Regions from separate parts of the Macaca mulatta genome. Here all the other regions are linked to region 2. The links are chromatin contacts, called in public Hi-C maps. All regions are on one chromosome and are shown on one strand. Each heading gives the region's core, a stretch centred on a gene start, on an enhancer-like site or on the middle of the called end of the contact. The rest is flanking DNA. Distances are from core to core; before and after follow the strand shown.

The links. A called contact is a pair of places that touch in the nucleus more often than the background predicts.
Region 1: a contact with region 2 is called in a Hi-C map of fetal cortex germinal zone, with 3 times the contacts expected there. The contact joins the enhancer-like site here to the promoter of ACHE in region 2. A contact is called at or near these places in 2 of 14 Hi-C or Micro-C datasets (fetal cortex germinal zone and fetal cortical plate).
Region 3: a Hi-C map of fetal cortex germinal zone shows a contact between it and region 2, with 4 times the contacts expected there. The contact joins the promoter of AP1S1 here to the promoter of ACHE in region 2. A contact is called at or near these places in 2 of 14 Hi-C or Micro-C datasets (fetal cortex germinal zone and fetal cortical plate).

Annotation. Positions count from the first base shown.
Region 1 is chr3:48,539,833-48,544,406 of T2T-MMU8v2.0, reverse strand. No RefSeq gene overlaps it. Among named protein-coding and RNA genes, the nearest start is that of FIS1, 29 kb to the right of the region's middle. Within about 2 kb of position 2,761, at least 5 of the 40 cell types and tissues checked have an H3K27ac peak or open chromatin away from gene starts, as enhancers often do. A contact at or near this core is called in fetal cortex germinal zone, where this site is marked.
Region 2 is chr3:48,104,548-48,108,694 of T2T-MMU8v2.0, reverse strand. It overlaps ACHE (acetylcholinesterase), which reads left to right and starts at 1,471. Exons shown (of 5, transcript NM_001128088.2): 1 at 1,471-1,564; 2 at 3,105-4,147. The coding sequence starts at 3,125.
Region 3 is chr3:48,411,716-48,416,016 of T2T-MMU8v2.0, reverse strand. It overlaps AP1S1 (adaptor related protein complex 1 subunit sigma 1), which reads right to left and starts at 1,507. Exons shown (of 5, transcript XM_077996579.1): 1 at 1,466-1,507. The coding sequence starts at 1,468.

The DNA of each region.
Region 1 (4,574 bases), core at 1,512-4,011, 430 kb before region 2:
GATCAGCCTGGCTAACATGGTGAAACCCTGTCTCTACTAAATATACAAAATTAGCTGGGCATGGTGGCACACGACTGTAATCCCAGCTACTCAGGAGGATGAGGCAGGAGAATCACCTGAACCTGGGAGGCGGAGGTTGCAGTGAGCCGGGATGGTGCCACTGCACTCCAGCCTGAGTGACAGAGTAAGATTCTGTCTCCAAAAAACAAACAAACAAACAAAAACAACAAAACTTAGCCGGGCGCAGTGGCAGGCACCTATAATCCCAGCTACTTGGGAGACTGAGGCAGGAGAATCACTTGAACTCGGGAAGCAGAGGTTGCAGTGACCCGAGATCACACCACTACACAATAGCCTGGGCAATAGAGTGAGACTCTGTCTCAACAACAACAACAACAACAACAAAAGTATGGGGAGATGGCTGGGATCTGGACCATCTTGAGACCATGAGGCAACAAGACCAAGGGGAAAAGCCCACATACTGAGGATGGCAGAGCCTATGTCCTCTATGACAGCACTGAGCTGCCATACCTATCCTGGAACCCCCACTTCCAGTCTCATTGATCTGTAAGTCATGTGTCTTTATTTTCTAGGCAGATTTCTGCTACTTGCAGCCTAAAGCATTCCTCACCCCTTCTCAGAAACCTGTGGCTCTTGCTATAACTCCCAATGGAAAATCAACCTAAGTTTAGAGATTAGAAATCAAATTATTGCTTATATGGAGGGAATAAGAATCAGGATTGGTCCTAGCCTACAGGGGAATCCCAGCTCTGAGTCCTAACCCCAAGGCCTAGGGGACACAGACAAAGAAAGAAAGAGATATTTGTGGTGTGATCTTGGCTCACTGCAACCTCTGCTTCCTGGGTTCAATCGATTCTCCTGCCTCAGCCTCCTGAGCAGCTGGCATTACAGGCCTGCACCATCATGCATCCAGCTTATTTTTGTATTTTTAGTAGAGACGGAGTTTCACCATGTTGGTCAGGCTGGTCTCGAACTCCTAACCTCGTGATCCACCTGCCTCAGCCTCCCAAAGTGCTGGGATTACAGACGTCAGCCACTGTGCCCGGCCTCTTTCTGGCTTCTCAAAGCAGAGCTAGCAGCCAGAAATCTACAAAACCTAACTCACTTCTATTAAGAACCCAATGGGAGAGTTACTGTAGGGAGAGGCAAGAATGTATTTTGGAAGACTTAGCTGGTCCAAGGACACGAACAAGGCTGGTAGGAGAGAAGCAATCAGTTGATGAGGACTAGAGAAAGCTTTCTTCTGGTCTGACTTTCACCAAACATGGTGTGCGTGTGTGTGTGTGTGTGTGTGTGTTGCTTCAACACAGGACATATGCCTGATTCTTCCCTTATGAAATGCGAAGCTGAATGCAAGAGCTCTAGCTCGTCCTCTTTAAATCTCTGTTTTTGAAAATATAAAACAAAGAGAAACTGGCATCCTCCTAATGTATCTTTGAAATACATATTACTTCATTTTACCCAGACCTGGAGAAAAAGCACCCCCAGCCCCAACTCCAAATAATCTTCAGCATTTATAGAGATGTGGCCCCTGGAAGATCATCAGATATACGGGGCCCACCCATGGTGTGTTTCGATGATATCAGAATTTGCAACTGCCATTGTTGCACCAAACCCAGCACCTCTCAATGCTGTCCTTCTGCACCCCACATATTGTATGATTTTTGTTTTTGTTTTTGTTTTTGTTTTTGAGATGGAGTCTCACTCTGTTGCCCAGGCTGGAGTGCAGTGGCACAATCTCGGCTCACCACAACCTCCACCTCCCAGGTTCAAGCGATTCTCCTGCCTCAGCCTCCTGAGTAGCTGACCCTACAGGCAAGCACCACCATGCCCAGCTAATTTTTTTATTTTTAGTTGAGACGTGGTTTCACTATGTTGGCCAGGCTGGTCTCGAACTTCTGACCTCATGATCCGCCCGCTTCAGCCTCCGAAAGTGCTGGGATTACAGGCATAAGCCACCACACCCGGCTTGTATGATGTTTTGAAGGGCAAAGTCAGTGCACCATTGATGTTTGCTTGTTGCTTTATTCACTCAACAGAGACGTAAGGAATGAAAGCTTTGACTGCGGTGAAAGAAGCAAAAAAGTTTAAACCGTACTTTAATGGGGTTAACGCTTTAATGTGAATCTTAGTAAACCCTGAATTCCTCCAGCAAGTTTCGCTGTGTATCACTGAGGATTCTCTGAAATCCAATAAGGAAAAAAACTGGAAGACATTTTCCCCTTCTTCGTCATCAAGGTTTTTCTTGGGGATGAATTGGCCTGATTAGTGCCTGAAAGTTCTCCCACGTTCTGTCCAAGCTCATTCCTTTTTTTGTGTGAATTCTCCAATGATGAGAAAGCTAAGCTTGTCCCCAAGTGATTTTCCACACTAATTATACTCCGGAGGCTTCTCTCCAGTGTGAATGATCTCACATTCCGTTTTCTCCACGCTTCCCCGAGTTTTCCGTCTTCATTACGTATGACCATTTTAAGTCCCAACCGAATTAGCTGATATTGTCTAAGAATGGAACTCTGATTGAAGGTTCTTCCTCATCCATTATACTCACAAGGCCCCTCTCTGCTACAAAATCCCAGATGTCTGATTAGCTCTGGGCACCATCTCAAAGCATTTTTACATCCATTACGTACATACGATTTTCCTCCATTGTGAATTCTCTGATGTTGAATGAGCTGTACTTTCCCGAAAGCTCTTGCATGGTTCTGCATTGAGAGAGTCTTTGTTGCATGTGAATTAGCTGATGCTGCATTGGAATGTTGACGATGCCTCCCCCATCCCCAGGGATTCTCTCCAAAATCAACGTTACAGTGTTCAATAGCATGGGAGCCCCAAGGAAAATTGCCTGTATAAACGACAAAGATGTTCTCTGTGATACAAACACTGTAATATTGAATAAATTCTAAATTCTGTTGCACAACTTGGCCATATCTCATTTGGAGTTTCTCTCACTTCTAAAACATATAAACGGGATCACAGATTTTTTCTGTATTCGTGGTACTCAGTGGGATGGGGTCCCTAAAATGGTTCTCCACAATGTCCCCATATTTGTAACGGCTCGAGGGGTTCTTCCTGACCAGCTCACAAACAAAATCCACTCAAGACTGTGGCATTAAAGAGTTTCACTGATGTGAAGAAGCCAGCTATGCCACGTGAGAGATGGAGATATTACTCAAATCAATCTTGCCAATGGCTTGGAGATTAGGGATTTTTCCAAGATAGTTTGGTGGGCAGGGGCCAGGGTAGGGGGCCCGCTGATTCGTTGGGTGGAGGAGATGAAATCATAGGGGATTAAAGCTGTCCTCTTGGGCTAAGTCAGATCCTGGGTGGGGGCCACAGGACTGGTTGGCAGGTGGGGACATCCAGCTGTCAGAAATGCAAAAATTTGAAAAGCAATTTTTTCTTTTTCTTTGAGATGGAGTTTCGCTCTTGTTGCCCAGGCTGGAGTGCAATGGTGCGATCTCGGCTCACCACAGTGTCCGCCTCCCGGGTTCAAGCGATTCTTCTTCCTCAGCCTTCCCAAGTAGTTGGGATTACAGGCATGCACCACCACACCCGGTTAATTTTGTATTTTTAGTAGAGACAGGGTTTCTCCATGTTGGTCAGGTTGGTCTCAAACTCCTCGTCGAGACCACCCGCTTCAGGTGGGTGATCCACCCGCCTCAGCCTCCCAAAGTGCTGGGATTACAGGCGTGAGCCACCGCACCCAGCCCTGAAAAGCATTTTTTTGTAAGTATACATATAGATTTTCCCTATTAATCAGATTTTTATTTTATTTTATTTTTATTTTTTTTAAATTTTGAGACAGTCTTGCTCTGTCGCCCAGGCTGGAGTACAATGGCGTGATGTCAACTCACTGCTAACTGCCTCCCGAGTTATTCAAGCGATTCTCCTGCCTCAGCCTCCTGAGTAGCTGGGATTATAGGCACCCGCCACCATGCCTGGCTAATTTTTGTGTTTTCAGTAAAGACGGGGTTTCACCATGTTGGCCAGGCAGGTCCGGAACTCTTGACCTCAGCAGATCCGTCTGCCTCGGCCCCCTAAAGTGCTGGAATTATAGGCGTAAGCCACTGCGCCCGGCCTACACTGATGTTTCAAAATGCTGTGGTAAAAACAAGATAGATATGTTGAAGTCAGTAGTCACTTAGAGATTGAAAAATGTCTTCAAGAGAGATTAAGTGTTGTCAGTTGTGTCTGCATGGCCAAGAACTTAGATACAATGAAAAAGGATGAAAGGAAAATCATGTAACATAATCACACAAGGTTGTGTTCACAATGGTGTCAGGGATCTCACGAAGGTTCCTTAATATAGAAAATATTTTAACAGTAGACCTATTTTAAGCAGTCATCTTTTTTTGTCTGCAATGTATTCCTGGAACTGCTTTGTTTTTTTTTTGTTTTTTTTTGTTTCTTTTCGTTTTTTTTTTTTTTTTTGAGACGGAGTCTCGCTCTGTCACCCGGGCTGGAGTGCAGTGGCCAGATCTCAGCTCACCGCAAGCTCCACCCCCGGGTTCACGCCATTCTCCTGGCTCAGCCTCCCGAGTAGCTGGGACTAC
Region 2 (4,147 bases), core at 222-2,721:
TGCCGAGGGGTTCATCTCCCCAACACCCCCAACCCAGCTCAGTCTCCAAGGCCCAAGCGGCTGCTTTTTGCGCCACCTGGCGGCCGTCTCCAGCGAGCAGAGTGCGAGTGTCCATGCCTGCGGGACCCGGTTCCCGTGGGGCTAGCGGGCGTGGGGCGCGCCCAGCTTGGAAAGCCGGGAACCGCGCGGCCCAGGGACAGGCAAGACTCCGGATTCAACCCCTGCGAGGCCCCGAGACCCAGCGCTCGCGGTCCCAAGCGGCGGCGCACGCGTTCCCGGGGCGCTGCGGGGCGCGAGGCAGCCAGAGCGAGCGTGCGCGCACGCGCCCATCCCACGCCGCGCCCCGCACCGCCGCGCGCGCGCACGCACGCCCCGACGCTGGCCTGCGCCGGCCGCTCTCCCACGCGGGGGCCTGGGGGTTCCCGAGCCCGCAGCCTCCGGAAAGCGGGCGCCGCGCGGTATTGCCGCCTGCACCTCTGGTGTGGGGACCCTGCTGCAGCAGCCCTGTCCACACGGGTGACCTCCTGGAGGGCGGGGCGGGGGGCAATCTGCGCGGGTCAGGCCCCTTGGAGCAGACTAGGGGCGCCCGGGCCAGGCCGCTCCCACCTGCCAGCAGTGCGGCCAATGAATGCTAGGCCTGGTGATGTCATGCCCCGACCGGACCCTGGTGACGAAAGTCCGAGGTCACCCGTCAGGGAACCAGCGCAGACCCACCCGCGGGGATTCCAGAAGTTTCCACTGCCACCGCGGAGTGCGGCCTCGACCCGCAGCCTTGCGCGTGCCACCACGCTGGCCTGCCTTCTCAGGTGTCCCCGAGTCACCCTTTCCTCCCCCCGGGAGTCTCCTGTCTCCATGCCCCCCCACCTCATTTCCACTCGCGATCCCATGTTTACACCTCCATTCCCACAGGTGTCCCTTCATCCCCAGGAGTGTCCCACGTCACCATTTCTGCACCAGTGCCACCTGGACCCCTAACGGGACGGTCCTCGGCCACACTCCCACATGCCTCTCCAACCATGCCACCCCTGTCTCTGTCGTGGCCGTGGATGCATGGCCCCTTGGCCTTGCGCTAACTTCCCCAGCCTCGAGCGAGACCATCAGGGTGTCCAAGTGTGTCCGTCCGTCTGTGAAAGTCGGTGCCTGCGTTTGTCTGTGCCTGTCGCTGCATGAGGTCGTCCGTCTGCGCGTGTCTGTCTCCACGGGCTTCTGTCCGTCTGTCTGTCACGTGGGTGTCTGCTCCGCCGCTGCAGGTCTTTGGGTCGCGTCTGTCACTGCGCGTCTGTCGTCGGTCGGCGTCTGGCACTGGAGTGCGTCTGGGCCCCGGGGTCTCCGGGTCTCGGCTCCGAGGGAGGGAGAGAGAGGGGAGGTGGCCGCCCGGGGAAGCGGGGAGGGGCGGGGGCGGAGACAGTGGGCGGGGGCGGGCGGGGGCGCTGTGCAGCCCGCAGGGGGTGTGTGTGGGGGGCCGGAGGCGGCGGCTGTCAGAGTCGGCTCAGCCTGCGCCGGGGAACATCGGCCGCCTCCAGCTCCCGGCGCGGCCCGGCCCGGCCCGGCTCGGCCGCCTCAGGTGAGTCTCCCTCCCCGCCCGGGACACTCCTTCCGGCCCGCGTCCGGGACACCGTGCGCTCCCCGAAGGGTCCAGGCCCCCCTAACGGGACGGCTCCCGCGTCGCCGGGCCTGCCCAGCGCCGCCCTCCGCTGCCCAGCACTCGTCCGGAACTCTTCCCCGGCCGCTTCACACTCACCGACGCCCACGCAGGAGCTCAAGCCCGCCGCCTCTGCGCTCCGATTCCTGCGGGGACCCCCGAGCGCCCTTTCCCCGATCGCTCCCTAGTCCGGGGCCACTGGAAGACACCCCCTGATTGGGGCGGTACCCGAGCTGCGCAGGTTCCCGGCGCCGGGCTGGGAACCCCCATCCACAGGGCCGCAAGCCCAGCGCCCCTGCGCAGCGCCCCGCAGAGGCCCCCTCCCAGGCCCAGGACGCCCCCTCCTGCGGAGACTCCATCTCTATTTTTTGGGAAGGGGAGGCTCAGCGGAAGCCCCGAGTTATAATTAGCGCCACTTGGGTTTCCTAGTTAATCTCCAGCAGCATCACCACCCCCAGCTCAGGACAGTGGGGGCTGGGCGAGGGGTGACCGGCGGGAGAGGGGGGAGTTCCCACCCGGGGAATTTTGATCCTTTGGCTGGAGATGCCGGAACCGTAACAGCTGCTGCCCCCAAAATAGCGCCCCCGCCCCTGCAGCCGGGGATCTCCGGAGCCCCGGGAACACAAGCGTCCTGGCTCGCCCTTCAGGCGGCTCCGCAAGGCCCTTGATCCCCCAGTCCCCCACCCCAAGTTCCCGGCTCCAGGTTCCCGGCTCGGGGCGGGGAGCGCCAACCTTTTCTCGGTCTCTACTGCCCTCCGCCGGCGGCGGCGTGCACGGCAGCTTCAGACGGATGGGGGCTCTCGAGTCCTGGGGGACACGGGCTGGCTAGCCTGTTTGCTGGGGCTGGGCTGGGAGCGTGCGCAGCTGATGGGAACCCGCGGGCATCAGTGCTCGGTGCCAGACATTGGATGAGATGGGGCAGGGTTGGGGGGGAGTGGACTAGACAGGATTTGGGGGACCCCGGGACCTAAGGCTTCCACACCCTGAATGCCCAGCCCACCGTCCCCCAGGGCCCCGGGCCTGGCCAACGCAGGAGAGCGGGGCTGCGCCTTCAGGCCGCAGCAAGCTCCCCCAGCGGCACCGCCCGTCCGTGAGGCCGCGCCCCTGTCGGGTGGCCTGTGCGTGGACTGAGGCCTCTGGTGCCCGCACTGCACGAGCTGGGCTCGGCCCAGTTCGGGGAAGAGGTGAGGGCGGCGGACTCCTGGGGGGTAGAGAGGGTGCTCTTCTCTGTTCATTTGTCTGGATGTGGGTGTCTGCCTGATCTCCGTCCCCTCCTGCCCAATGGCCTGTGTCCTTGTCTCTGCCTGTCTCCTTCCCTCCCTCCCTGTCTCCCCTCATCTTTGCCAACCTGCCCCACCTCCTCTGCAGCTGAGCGATAACCCTTGGGCCGACCATGTCCTAATCTCCTCCCTCCTGGCTTCTCGACCGACCTTTCACCCTTTCCCTTTCTTTCTCCCAGCAGACACCGCCTGCCCTGCAGCCATGAGGCCCCCGCAGTGTCCCCTGCACACGCTTTCCCTGGCTTCCCCACTCCTTCTCCTCCTTCTCTGGCTCCTGGGAGGAGGAGTGGGGGCTGAGGGCCGGGAGGATGCAGAGCTGCTGGTGACTGTGCGTGGGGGCCGGCTGCGGGGCATTCGTCTGAAGACCCCCGGGGGCCCCGTCTCTGCTTTCCTGGGCATCCCCTTTGCGGAGCCACCCACGGGACCTCGTCGCTTTCTGCCACCGGAGCCCAAGCAGCCTTGGTCAGGGGTGGTAGATGCTACAACCTTCCAGAGTGTCTGCTACCAGTATGTGGATACCTTATACCCAGGTTTTGAGGGCACCGAGATGTGGAACCCCAACCGTGAGCTGAGCGAGGACTGCCTCTACCTCAACGTGTGGACACCATACCCCCGGCCTACATCCCCCACCCCTGTTCTCGTCTGGATCTATGGGGGTGGCTTCTACAGTGGGGCCTCCTCCTTAGACGTCTATGATGGCCGCTTCTTGGTACAGGCCGAGAGGACTGTGCTGGTGTCCATGAACTACCGGGTGGGAGCCTTTGGCTTCCTGGCCCTGCCCGGGAGCCGAGAGGCCCCGGGGAATGTGGGTCTCCTGGATCAGAGGCTGGCCCTGCAGTGGGTGCAGGAGAACGTGGCAGCCTTCGGGGGGGACCCGACATCAGTGACGCTGTTTGGGGAGAGTGCGGGTGCTGCCTCAGTGGGCATGCATCTGCTGTCCCCGCCCAGCCGGGGTCTGTTCCACAGGGCCGTGCTGCAAAGCGGTGCCCCCAATGGACCCTGGGCCACGGTGGGCATGGGAGAGGCCCGCCGCAGGGCCACACAGCTGGCCCACCTTGTGGGCTGTCCCCCAGGCGGCACTGGTGGGAATGACACAGAGCTAGTAGCCTGCCTTCGGACACGACCAGCGCAGGTCCTGGTGAACAATGAATGGCATGTGCTGCCTCAAGAAAGCGTCTTCCGGTTCTCCTTCGTACCTGTGGTAGATGGAGACTTCCTCAGTGAC
Region 3 (4,301 bases), core at 258-2,757, 310 kb before region 2:
ATCCGTCCACCTCGGCCTCCCAAAGTGCTGGCATTACAGGTGTGAGCCACTGCACCCGGTTGTTAGTTACTATTATTATTACCATGATTCCCTGACCTCTTGCTTACTGGTTCTGCTTTCTAAAGGTAAGTAAAATGCCTAGCAGAGCGACAAGAAACCAGTAACCAATGCCAAAGAAATGCCTGTTCTCTTCCACCCTCTCTCTATCCACCACCGTGCTGAAATCTGGTATTTTGTCCCTGGAGAAGCTACCTCAATTTTCCACCCCATCATAACCATAAGATCTTAATGATATCCCAAACACACCACCCTCCAGTGCCAGGGGTATCCTCCTCTGCAGTATGTATTTCCAACACCACACAGGGTATGGAGATGCCCAAATCCCACCTTCCTCTCTGCGGGTACCCAGATGTCTTTGACATTTCTCTTTAACTTTTCTCCCTTTTAGGGTGCCTCCTGCTAAGCGCCCACTCCTCCCCAGACACCAGGTGACCAATCTCCCTCAGGGCCCCGCCACCCAGGGGGTTCCCCTGAAGAATGTCTGCAGAACAGACAGCAAGCTGGGTCAAGTGGGATGGAAGACAGAACCCTCACTGCCCAGTGCACCCCAGCTTCCCAGTTCCAGGGGGTCTGGGCCACATCCTGGAGTCTTCTCCTTCCCCCAGCAGCTCTCCTATTCATGGACATGCCCAGGGTTGGAATCCCTGGGTGTGTGGCACTGTATAGCTTAGTAGGTGAAAAATCAGAATTCAGGAGAACTGATTTTTTTGGTGGAGGGGAAAAGAGGGGCGCCGGGGAGCCTCGTGCGGCGCTCAGATAGGGGGGTGGGGAGCGAGCAGGAAGACGGAAGGCCTGGGTTCCGGAAACAGAGTGGGATTGGGGGCAGAGAGCCCTGGAGCCCGGGATCCCAAAGCCTGGGTCCCTCGGAGCAAAACCACGAGTCCACCTCTCTTCCTTACCTGGGCCCAGCCTCTAGGCAAGCACCGCCACGAACCCAATAGGGCGCTCTCTTTTCCGACCCGGAAACTCCCCTCCCACACCCCTTTCCCCACCGGGGTCCCCGCTCCCGCCCGTGCCGCCCGGGAAGGGGTTCTCGGTGACCCCCCACTCCCTCCCTCTGCAAAGAGACCCCCACAACCCTCTGCTTTAGGCTGCTTCCCTGCGGCGGGGATCGAGGGACCCCCGGGAGCCAAGACCCAAGCGCCCCTCCCGGCTCGGGACTGCCCCGCCGCCCCTTCGTCAGCCCACGCTCGCCCTGCAAATGCACCCCCTCCCCGCCCCTCTCCCGAATGCCACCTCCCACTCTTCCTCCCGAGCCCGGCTCGCCCACCAGCTGAGGCAAGGGAGGCCTCTGAGGACCAGAGGGAAGACAGAGAGGCTCACCCCGAGGGCGGCCCCCGAGGACCCCCGCAGGTGCAGCCCACGCCCCTCGCTTCCCCCTCCCCTCCCTCTTCGCACAGCCTACCATCCTGCAGCCTCCGGCTCGGCGCGTCCCACTTCGGCCACCGTAGGCGCCAGTCCCACTCCCTTTCTTATCCTTTCTCCGGCTTCCCTCCCTCTCGGCCGAAGCCCCGCCCCGTCCCGCCCAGGTTCTGACTCCCGACACGCCACACACTGCGCAGGCGCCGACGCCGCGGGGAGCGCGGGCGGGGCTGGAGGCGGAGAAGCGGAAACCATGGCAACCAGGTCCTTGACTGCAGCTTCTAGGAGCCCGGTCGTCATGGTAACGCGGCTGTCCTGTGGGCTGGTTGGAGGATGGGGGAGGAGGACAATGAGATCCTCGCGCTTTGAAGCCTTGTGGGGCAAAAAGGCGGGAAAAGGGGTGAGAGGTGAATGGGACGATCATTGGAGTTCGAGGCAGCAGGCAGGACCCCTGGAAGGGGCGTGAGCTGTGAAGAGGGAGCAGGGTGGGAATTGAGTGTAGGGGAGGAGGAAGGACCTGAAAAACAGGAGACAAACGGTCATGAAAAAAGTATAGAACTCAAGCTAAATATCTATTGAGAGCGTGATAGATACACCCCTCTATTTTTTTTCTTTTTAGAGACAGGGTCTGGTCGCGTCACCCAGGCTGGAGTGCAGTGGTGAGATCGTGATTCTCTGCGGCCTTGAACTCCTGGCCTCAAGCGAGCCTCCCGCCTCAGCCTCCTGAGTAGCTGGGACTACAGACGCACACCATCATGCCCAGCTAATTTTTAAATTTTTTTTTTGTAGAGACAGGGGTCTTACTATGTTGCCCAAGCTGGTCTCGAACTCCTGGGTTCAAGAGACCCTCCCGCCTTGGTTTCTCAAAGTGCTGGGATTACAGGTGTGAGCCACCGCGCCTGACTTCTGATCTTAAAGTAAGAGAAATGTGTAGAAAATGAATAAAAGAGAAAAGGAGAGGCTGCTATAAAAGGCATGTAAGGAGAAGGAGGAGGAAAGTGAATTGAGGCAAAAGGGGAAGAAATAAAGAGCGTCTTAAAAGGTTAACTTGGGTCAAAACTCAAAAAGGGACAGATGTAACCCAAATCTCAGTGTGAAGATGAGGTGGATGTACATTGTAATATGGGCTTTTAAACTGAATGTGTGTGTGTGTCTACGTGTTACTGGAAAAAGGGGTCCTGATCCAGACCCCAAGAGAGGATTCTTGTATCTCATGCAGAAGAAATTCAAAGCAAGCCGCAGAGTGCTATGAGAAGAGAGAGTTTATTGAAAGCTGTCCCCTTACGGAGTAGGGCGTCCTCAGAAAGCAAACAGAGGAACACACTGTCTTAATTTTTCCTTTTCTTTCTTTTTTCTTTTTTCTTTTTTTGAGACAGGGTCTTACTCTGTTGCCCAGTCTGGAGTGTAGTAGCATGATTATAGTTCACTACAGCTTCCACCTCCTGGGCTCCAGCGATCCTCCCACCTCAGTCTCCCAAGTAGCTGGGACTACAGGCGTGCCCCCCCAACACCCAGCTAATTTTTGTATGTTTTGTAGAGACAGGGTTTTGTCATGCTACCCAAGCTGGTCTGGAACTCCTGGGCTCAGGCTATCCAACCTCCTCGGCTTCCCAAAGTGTTGGAATTATGGGCATGAGCCACCGCCCCTGACCTTTAAGTTTTTCTTTTTTTTGAAACAGAGTCTTGCTCTGTCGCCCAGGCTGGAGTGCAGTGGCGCGATCTCAGCTCACTGCAAGCTCCGCCTCCCGGGTTTAGCCATTCTCCTGCCTCAGCCTCCTGAGTAGCTGGGACTACAGGTGCCCGCCACCACACCTGGCTAATTTCTTTGTATTTTTAGTAGAGACGGGGTTTCACCCTGTTAGCCAGGATGGTCTCAGTCTCCTGACCTCGTGATCCGCCCACCTCGGCCTCCCAAAGTACTGGGATTATAGGCGTGAGCCACCGCGGCCCGCCAAGTTTTTCTTATATAGGGGTCTTGTTTTTGTACAGACTAAACTAAGCTGAGTCAATGTGCAGATGGGCCAATGGCATGACAAAATTTATTATTCTGTTGATTTAACTATCCTTGACATTCTAGTAGGTAAGTACATCAAAGCAAAACTATAATTATCTTTCTTCCTTTTTTTTTTTTTTTTTTGAGACAGAGTCTTGATCTGTCGCGCAGGCTGGAGTGCAGTGGTGTGATCTCAGCTCGCTGCAACCTCCACCTCCTGGGTTCAAGCCATTCTTGTGTCTCAGCCTCCCTAGTAGCTGGATTACAGTTACATCCTTCCATTTCAGCCTCCCAAGTAGCTGTGACTGCAGGCATGAACCAGTGCATCCAGTTAATTACAAAAATATTTTGTTGTAGAGATGGGGTCTCACTACTGGGATTATAGGCATGTGCTACCATGTCCAGCTAATTTTTGTATTTTTAGTAGAGAGGGGGTTTTGCTATGTTGGCCAGGCTGGTCTCGAACTCCTGGCCTCAAGCAATCCTCCTGCCTTAGCCTCCATCCCCAGCCAGAACTATAATTATCTTAAAAGCATATATTGTTATGGGTATTGGGACATCTGGATTTTCTGTAGTTGGAGGAGTCTGTCCTTGCAGGTATCTTTAAACTGTTTACCCAACTGTAAACAGGTATGGGTTGTGACTGACAAGGAATGTGCCTTGTTAGTTTCAAGATGGAGCTGAACTTAAAATGGTTTTAGACTGGCTCTCTGAGGCCCCTGCTTCCCTAGCACAAGTGATAAAGCAAAGAGGTCTGGATAGAAGGATAAGGGAAAATCTTAAATTTTGTCATGCAGAAAAGTTAATGATAGATCATTGTTGGCAACTAACGTGCTGTTATTTTTTAGTAGCATGTGATGCAGTTGTTGGTAAGGCCTCACTTCCT